2 separate regions of the Sus scrofa genome follow, and region 1 is linked to region 2. The links are chromatin contacts, called in public Hi-C maps. All regions are on one chromosome and are shown on one strand. Each heading gives the region's core, a stretch centred on a gene start, on an enhancer-like site or on the middle of the called end of the contact. The rest is flanking DNA. Distances are from core to core; before and after follow the strand shown. Region 1 has its middle 190 kb from the start of CITED2. Region 2 has its middle 630 kb from the start of CITED2.

Region 1 (5,143 bases), core at 968-3,467, 440 kb before region 2:
ATGAATCTGCTGAAATGCCTGTTCATGATTTGGAAGCAGCAAAAATTGGGAAAAAAACCGCTTCCTAATAAAAAAAAAATAAGATAGTAATACTTAAATTTCCAATACATATTGCGAATGTAAGTAGAAATGCTGTTGGTGTGGAGAAAAAGCACCTCAAAACCTGACTCACAGGTCCATGCATGTCATTTGCCATGGTGTTTTGTTTCATAAATCACATTTATGCTTGGGAAGTACAATATGTGCGTACGTAATATTAATGCTAATAGCGGCCGTAGTAAGTTCCTGGTCCTGCCTGCACTAATGTTGCTCTTCTCCGAAGGCTGTTATGGAGGTCACAGCAGTAAAGAACTAGCAGCAAAGATTGAAAAGAATGTTATTTCTCTAAGACGAATCTGGCCTTAAACTTCAGGTCCTGCTTCTGCCCAAGTGTGGAGTCATAGGAGTCAACCAAAACGTAGCTACTAATCAAAATTATGATCAAGATAGCCACGTGACATACTGAATGGTAGGAAAGCCAGTTAGGGGAAGGGAAGGCCCTATGATGATAGAGAGGAGGACAAACATTCATTGTTACGCGCTCACTTCTGCACCAAGTTCTGATCTTGAGAGCTTATAATTATTTTATGATGCCTGAAATAGTTATGATACTTGCATTCTTCACGGGCCTGTCTCCGGGAAAGCATTCACATGCTTGATAAACCTATTGTTCTTAGAGAATGGCATTGTCAAGGAAAGGGGTGAAGCACTCGGGGAGCGGCCAGTTCTCACCTGGTGTGTACCGTGCCCACCCGTGCTGGCAAACCTTAGCAAGGGCGTGAATGGACTCAGAGTGACACTAGTTCCTGGGACTAGAAGGGCCAGGGCAGTGACTCAGGGATGGGCCTTTCCCTCTTGGAGCCTTAGATGGCCTATGGTTATTGCCTGTCAAGTTCTAGACAAGAATTCAGGTTATTATATAACTTGTTTTCAAAACATTTCTGTGGGGTGGGGAGGTTGCAACTATTCATGGCCCCTCTTGCCAGGGAAGCGCTGTAGTACCTGTGGGTCTGATCCCACTGCGGTGTGGCAGGCTTATCAGGTTGGCCAACCTTGTAGATCCTGTCGTGCATAGAATATTTTCTTCTCTCTCCACTTTTTTTGTTTACTTAGCAAAAGGCACTCCACCCTCACTGCAAGTTTTGACACTCTCCGTGATACACTGTATGGCTATTGTACCTTGACTTTCAATTACATTCAATCCTATTATAATCATTTTCTTATAGCAAATTCTCTTTAACACCTGAAAAGCTCAAGTCCCATGAGTGGAGTGTTATGCTGTCAAAATAAAAACCAGAGGAATCCTCCTGGAATTGCAGTAGCTATTGTATGTTTTTGAAAATAAAATCAGCAGAAGGACTTAACATACTTCACTTTCAATTTTGGTAGCTAAAGAGAGAAAAATTATTCTGAGCCATTCAGATATGGCTTGATCTATAGACCAATGGCCTTAATACACTGATTTTAAATCAATGTGATAGCATGTTAAAAGACTTTCTCTGCAAAAGCATTTTTTTTTTTTTCGGGTGTGAGGTTCAGAATTTCTAATTATTACTGTTATGTTGATTAATGTAAGCAGAATTCTTCACTAACATAAGAACATACTGCATGGGAAAGTTTCAGTTTGTTTGCCTTATTTCTTTTAATGCTTCTGGTATAATGACTGAACCATGATCAAGTTTCACATTTCATAGGCACATGGACATGACTATTTTTGGCCAACATCTATAAGTATAGCTCAGAAGCCTGTTTTATTATTCTAGTTATTTAGGCTTTATTCCATGTCGTTTGTTGCTACTTTAGGGTAACATCATTTTGAGGAACATTCTCAGGGTCAAAGTAGAGAAGTGGATGTCTGAGGAAGGTAACAGATTTTGTTAGCAGTGTCTTTTTCACTTTTAGTCATGCCTGTTGATTCTACAAACCGTCATTCTGAGTTCCATCCCAGGCAATGAGAGCCCTTCATGGATTAGCTAATGGGAGGATGTCTCTCCAGTTAATCAAATCCCACCTAACGATCCTGAGGAACAAAAATAAGTTTGCTGGTGACTCGTACCAGGTGTTTTGCTATAACCTGGGAGAGGTGAGAGTTGTCTGCTTTCCTAAAGCAGCTTTGGTTCAGGCCCATCTTTCCAGCCGAGGGTAATGTGAGCTGGAATTAGTCGCAGAGGCTCTGGCAGCTGGCTTAACCTGTTTATATAAAGACGGAACACAGCCACTGATTAAGAGAGCCACCTCCTACTGGTTGGTTTTGGAGAGAAGCCCAGAATTTTCCATGGTGATAGCTTTTAAAAGTTAGGTCAGCATCTCAGTGAAAGATAAGGACACACAAGAAAGCCCTTGTGGGTTTCCCTGTCTTCAGAAACCCCACTGTTCAGCAAGAGTTAGAATAGATATATTTGACCAATTAAATGCCTCAACTAGGTTTATCTCCGTGAAAGGATCACTCTTCTTGAAGTGATCCTTTGGACTGAGGATTAAGTGGGTCAGTTTGAGCCAAGCTTTAGCATTTAGTCACTTATGTATGGCCTTGGCTCTTCACAGTGGATTGGTCAGTGAAAAGATCATTCTGAAGTTAAGACACTTTCTATGGGGGATGTTTTTAAATGGTAGGGACAGCTTTTTAATAATGAAAGACTATTGTTTCTAGGTTTAAATTAGGGAATAAGGTGAAAGGGAGCAAAGAAACATGGGAAGGAAGCTGAGTAGGGGAACAGAGACCTGTGGAAAAATCCCATGGAGAATCACTGGAGAAACTCTAGGTTTCAGCCTCAGCGGTCGCATGGATTTCAGTGGGACCCACAGTAATATATCTGAAAAACTGAGAAAAATTGTCTCAGGTCTTGGTGTGACTTGTGAATGCAAAGGAATCCTTATACTGGATTGGATTTTGACTCTACATTTTTATTTATTTAGCAGGCACAGACTATTCCTTAAGTTTTCTGTACGCTTAGAAATAAAGATGTGGTCATGCCAAAACACTATGTGAACTGGAGTCTTTAGTAGCTAGAGTGTGTGCAACTAAAAATGGTGATTGGAGGATATTCCTGCCCTCTAGTCTGCAACTTCTAGAGGTTAAAAAAAAAGAACATCCCACTTTCAAAAAAGGGAAAAAAGTCCTTTGCATAGATTATTATATAAATAAATCTTCTTAACAAGCACTGCAGTTTTTTTTTTTTTACAAAGCACAAAGAGTTATTGTGTGATTTATGTGAAAAGGTTATATAACTGTACTCTGTTACTTTAAATAGTGTTTTTTATTTAAACTGCCAACTTCTTCATCACCAGCAAAGAAAAAAATGCATATTTGCAAAGCACAAAGGTAATTTTCAAGGACTGTAATTAGCTCATGATAACTCTATCTTTTGTGATGTCTTTGCTGCGGAACTAGAAAAGAAATGGGTTTTCATTGTTAAATCTAAACCATGGCACCTGCAGTGTGTCAGTTCAGTGAGAGCCAAGGAGGGAGGAAGTTAGAAGTATTACACTTGGTCAGGGGAAAATCACCAAAGGACTAAAGTAACAGATCTTGTACTTTTCATTTGGTTTCATGTTTTCTTTTTAAAAACATGCAAGGGGAAACCCTGTCCCTGTTCCCCAACTGATCCTTTGTCCCCAGGATACTATAAGATCTATTTAAAAATCAAACTGAATACATGATGTGATAGATGGAAACAAGAATGGAAATTATAGTAAAAGAAGATAGGAGAGCAAAAAAAAAAAAAGTCTTTGTGTCATAAAAATGGATAATAGGACAGAATGTTGGCAAGAAAAAGAAAAGTTAAAAAAAGGAAACAACATTTGAGGAAGAGGATGCTAATTAATTTAATTCATTCCAGGAAAATTGATTACTAAGAGAAGTTTTTTTCCCATGAAAAATTCTTCTGTCTTCGGGGAAGTCTGAATAGATGTGCAAACAAGGGGTGTGGGTGTGTGTGTGTGTGTGTGTGTGTGTGTGTGTGTGGTGTCACCAAGTTTTTCCTAGGATTGGTTGAGACAACACAGAAAAATCCAAGAGGGCAGAGTCACAAAATTTCCCCCAATGAAGAGTATATTCAAAGAAAATCTAGGAAATTTCCTTAGGAAGATAGGCTATTGTAGGCACAGTAACCCCCTGGAGGTCATACCTATACAATGTACCAGGATTTGAAGGAGGGGTTTCTTCGGAGAAGTGAGCCCTACCTCCGTAGTCTGCGAGCTGGTATTCTAGAGCTTGTTTTCCTCACAGTGGACTCTGACCACGTGAACAACAGGAAAATCCATAAAGCACTTGAAGTCAAGGAATTGCAGTGTGGCAATCTGAGTGCTGGGTGTGTTTTCTGTGGGACTGTGAGAACATTATCACCTGTTTGGTCACTGACCTGGTTGCACAGGTGGCAGTTTGGCAAACAACCAGCACGAACAACAACAGCCTCTTGCAGTGGACTGTGAAATATTCAGGCAGAGTTCTGAGACATCAATGATGCTTTTCAGTTCAAACAGTAGATTTCACTGTTAATGGAAATAAGAACAACTGATATGAGGCTGAAAATAAACACCTTGGAGTTTGGGTGTTAGATACCCACCTCTAGCAGCTCTGCATAGGGAGAGGGCAGTTGATTTTTAAAGCATGCCTTGCAGCTGGCAGGGAGAACTGAGACAGTAGCCGACTCAATATATTATGGACACTCATGTCAGCCAATATGCTTTGCAGCTAGAACTCAGTTGTAAATTTGATTGTTATGTCTTTAAAAGTTATGTGGGAATGTGGAGCTTCTGTCGGGTGAAGTGTATGGCATTTAGGGTCTCATGAAATCTTGTTGTCTGGAAAGGTGTCACATAACGTGCTTAACAGATCAAATAAAAGAGGACTGAAAGTTAATTTCCTAGCCAGGAAGAAGGAAGTCAATTAAAAACATACACTTGAAGAGTGATCAATTTCCTTCACACTAGAACCCAAAGGAAGTGTTTTGAAATGTATATTTAAACTAAGGAGTACATCTCAAAGGAGAAAAGTTAAACTGTGAAAGGTAAGACCAAGGTAGCAGCAATGGTTTGTACACCCACAGGTGCAGCCTTTTCTAAATCTATACCCACCCTCTCTGGCCTTGACATGTGGCTCTTC
Region 2 (4,579 bases), core at 420-2,919:
TTGATCCATTGTATAGAATAGTAAGTGGATTTACTGACTGTTAATAATTGCATAATTTTAAAAGAAAAACATGTTTGGGTAAAGACACTAATTTATTTGGCTAGGTCATGATGATGTGATGATGTTCTTAAGGATGGTTCCAAATAATGACCTTGGATGCTGAGAAAGGTTAATAAGAATTCTTTTTTCTTTCTTTTTTCTATAAATCATTGGCTCTTTTGCTTTTCTAGTACTTGTATTTCCCCTTTTAAATATGAAAGCACTCAGTGTTAAAATCTGGACATTTTAAAGTTTAATTTGCAATCATCTAAACTCTAACAAATCAACAAAGGTCTCTTTCTAACATTGATTTACTTTCAGAGGGTCATTCATAAACATATTCATTACAGACACACTCCTCAAATATTCAATAATACATCAATCACTGAGCTGTTTATGTTAAGAGACACAATTGAAATTGAACAATATAACTCAATAAAATTACTGGCCTTTTTATTTATTCATCTAAACCCTAGTTGCTCAGTCACTGTAAACAGATCCATTGAAAACAATTCACTTTTCTGTTGTTTCATGATTGATCTTCTCAAACACATGATTATTCTTAATTCAGACAAAATATTTCATTTCTTTAAGTACATGAAAAGGAATTAGAGCCAGCTGAATGCAATAAGGGATGAGGAAGGAAGACGCTCAATAAAAGGAAATCAAACCTGTTTACAAGTCTGGGATCTAAACACTTGTGAGGTTTGTGGTTTTGGAAACTATATTCATATGTTAAAGGAGAAAATGATGAAGGCTAGATAAACATGGGTTTAAAATGGCCTGGGTCAGATTCTCATTCCTCCTTGCACCCTAAATACCTCTTTTAAGCAAAGAATGCCCCTTAATTTCAAAGACATCCTGTTCAGGCAAAACACACTAGCATATGCTGGAGAGAAAGAGAAGTTCATTTTTTTCTGAAAGGATCAAGATATATCTATTATTCAGAAGACATCAGTTAAAACATGGACGTATTCATAAAAACAATTAAGGTATGTAGTGATCATGGGATACACCAAATTATCATCTCCTGCATGCGAATGGTAACTCTTAGTTTCCTAAATCTGTTTTTTGTTTCCAGTTCTTCTACTTTGAATATATGATACTGAAAATATGCTAAATGCAGCCCTTGGGCAAATTAGAACCAGAGATTGGTAAAACATTAGGAATTTTTTTTTTCCTTTTTCAATTTGAAGTGTTGTGTTTATTTAGAAAGTAAAGAAAGTTAATATAAGTACATTCTGGAATCATAAGGATGACCATCTGCTAACTAATTACTATCCTGGAGTTTAAGTGCCCCTTAGGCATATTTATATATTTATTTACATTTTAAACCTGATCGTTGTTTAGAAGAAATGAGAATAATAGGGTTTAAGCTATTGTATGTTGTATATGCAGTATATGTACATATAGTATACTGCATACTAGATACGCAGTCATATTGGATCAATGTCACTTCAAGCGATGGGTAACCAAAAAAGATACTGACTGCAGGAGCCTTTTAATTTGTAGGCTCTGAAATTCTGATGACTGGGGAAAAAGAAAAAGAAAGGCTGAAGGGAACTGGCATTTTAATTCCATGTGGCTGAGCTTTTTAGTTGCATTCAGACACTTCTATTTTTATTTCTTCAAGCTGGGCCCATTTCCAAGTAGGAAGCTGTGGAATTATTGCTCTCACTCCCACATTTAGTGCAATCCCCTATAATACTAAGGTTAGGTCAGCCTTTTCCCTGTCCCCTGCATTAAACCTACAAATAGATCAGATTTCATGATAAGGAACAAGCAAAAAAGGACAAAAGATTTTAAGTGAAACATTGAACCAGCTTGACTTGAATTTGAATTGAATCAACTGCATAATCTAATGTTCACATAGTGCTTTGGCCTCAGATCCTGGTTGGTTTCACCCCATAGCATTTAAGTTATTCTTTCTTTCTTTTCCTTCCTTTTTTTTTTTTTTTCATTGCCTTGCTGTGTGCTGATACATTTAAAAGGATAGCTCTTTGTGTTTTATGCAATGGAAAAATTGCTGTTGAAGTCTTAGCCTTGAAAGGCACAGACTGTATCTAAAAACAGAAAAAAGCAATCTTTTGCCCCGCCTCCAATTGGTTGTTTGGAAACAGCTGTTGGACGCCAAGTTTGTACTTCACCCTTATCAGCCCATTTGGTGAGATCAGAATGTGCCTGAATAACTCTGAAGGTCAAAATATGTTGACTGAATTTTCTGCTGCTACCATTCCAGAAAGCCAGCTCATACTATCCCTGACTGTCAACAGCAGCCAGGCTCTGCCCTTCTCATGATCATGACACATAGTGGAAGTATCCCTGGTTTCTCTACATCCAAATCCCTGCATGATGTGTGTTACACTCAGGATAAGCACAGCAGGATGGCCTGCCAGTGGACCTGACAGATCTGGCCTACTAACATATGGAATTGCCCTCCAAAATAAAACACACTATTGCATTGACTTGTCATGATTCAAGGCCCACAATATTTGTTTGATCTTCTTTTTCTCAACCATAGGTGTCTAATTTATGGTATCTACAACATTTGTCTGAGAGAACTGGGCATTATAATTTTCATATTCAAGCTCATAATCATTTTAGCTTTCCAAAAACGATGCTGCATTGGTCTTAATTGCTTCTTGAGTTGAAGATGTTCTTTCCAGCCCTTATTTACAGTGCAGCTCAAAATGCTTCCTAACATGAACAGAGGGGTCTTTGATTTTTATAATTATTTAATCATTCAGTCTTTTTACAGAGTTGGATCATGCTATATTTTTACTTAGCTATTAGAAAATACTCACTGGGAGTTCTGTTGTGGCTCAGCGGAAACGAATCTGACTAATATCCATGAGGATATGGGTTTGATCCCTGGCCTGCTCAGTGGGTTGGGATCTGGTGTTCCTGTGGTTGTGGTGTAGGCCAGCAGCTGTAGCTCTGATTCAGCCCCTAGCCTAGGAATTTCCATATGCCACAGACACAGCCCTAAAAGGAAAAAAAAAAAAGCAAGAAAGAAAATACTCATTGAACAATAAGAACTTTTAAATATTATAAAATTCTGTTCTAGAATCTCATCTTAATGATACCTACTTCTTAGCTTAAAAACATTGTCTAAAAGATGTTAAGTATTAATCTTGCATTTTGCAGCACGCTCACATTTATCTCCAAATAATGTACAGTGTTTTGGCAGTTATTTATCTAGTTATTTATATATTTATGTGATGCCTATTTCTGAAATATTCAGTGCCTTTGACAAGTGTGCTGTGTTGGCAGAAAATAACGTTTAAGAGAGAAACAATATTCTATTTCACTTGACTACTTCAATACAACAACTATAGTAGTATTTTATGACTTAATGAACAACCATCAGAAGGAAAGAGAAATAGACCAACCAATCACGCAAGTTATCAAGTCACAGAGACTAAATAAAAACTCTGTGTGGATTTCTTTTCAAGGTGAAAAAAAAAAATAGAGCTGTTATCCAAAAGGTGAAATAATGAATTTAGGGGAAACATACATTTTAAAAGGCTTGTAACTGATTTTTATTTTGCTTTGTATGTCAGGTTCCTCCTCTAAACTCAGAGCTTCCCTTTTCCTCACAGGAGTCAGTTTGGGCAAAAGGCCATTGAACTATGTGGAGAATCATTATTTGAACAAGACATTTATCATCAGGTTTAGATGGTTTGATATGCAGTTATTCTGAAGACCAGTTAAATATCATACCTAATGTTCATAAAACAGACCAAATTATATTCTTACATGAGTAACATATCTTAGTTTCCCATATATGTTTTCTCTTTCAGTTTATTTTCTTTTCACAAATGATATTAAAAATGTGCTAAGTTGGTGAACTAGGATCAAGATATGCATATAACTGTATTTCAGCCAGAGATGTTTCAGCAGGGCATATTATTTGTCATTAAACTCTGTTTTAATATTGTAATAAGTACAATATTTTGACATAGAGAACATTTCACAAATTTTCTCTTTCTTGGGAAATACTGCCAATATTTCTTTGTCACCATAATACAGTTATTTGAGGAAGTGGTGGTAACCTATGAACTCTCCATCAAGCTCATCAGGAAATTGCTATAAAGAAGGAATTGTCAAGTGATGCCCTTGATCCCTTAGGGAAGAGTGGGTCTCCTTTTGGGGAAGCTGAGAGAGATTTATTTAGGAAGAAGTATTGAGAATTGTCTTTTTTCCCCAATCTCTGCCTGAATTTTGCTTACTTATTATAGATGCTGTTTTCATCTTCTGAAATTGCATTCCACTTTTATAAAAGATTTGGTTTAACTTTAGGGGATTTTCCTGCAAGGCTTGCTTCCATTCAAATTTCCTTAAGATGTTTTAATATCTATTCTGGTGGCTCTTTCTCTAATGGTATCAGGATGAGCTCTTTCTAAAAGTTTGTAAATTCAGATTTAGTATCCAGTTAAATGCAGATGTTAAATGCAGATATGTTCTAGGGTCTTCATCACATAATTCCAATATCAATACATTTCATTAACCTTTGAATTTTTATTAAACATTTCTTACC

The links. A called contact is a pair of places that touch in the nucleus more often than the background predicts.
Region 1: a contact with region 2 is called in a Hi-C map of heart right ventricle, with 2.8 times the contacts expected there. The contact joins two enhancer-like sites.

What each region holds. Positions count from the first base shown.
Region 1 is chr1:24,966,830-24,971,972 of Sscrofa11.1, reverse strand. No RefSeq gene overlaps it. Among named protein-coding and RNA genes, the nearest start is that of CITED2, 190 kb to the left of the region's middle. Within about 2 kb of position 2,217, at least 24 of the 83 cell types and tissues checked have an H3K27ac peak or open chromatin away from gene starts, as enhancers often do.
Region 2 is chr1:24,528,336-24,532,914 of Sscrofa11.1, reverse strand. No RefSeq gene overlaps it. Among named protein-coding and RNA genes, the nearest start is that of CITED2, 630 kb to the left of the region's middle. Within about 2 kb of position 1,669, at least 28 of the 83 cell types and tissues checked have an H3K27ac peak or open chromatin away from gene starts, as enhancers often do.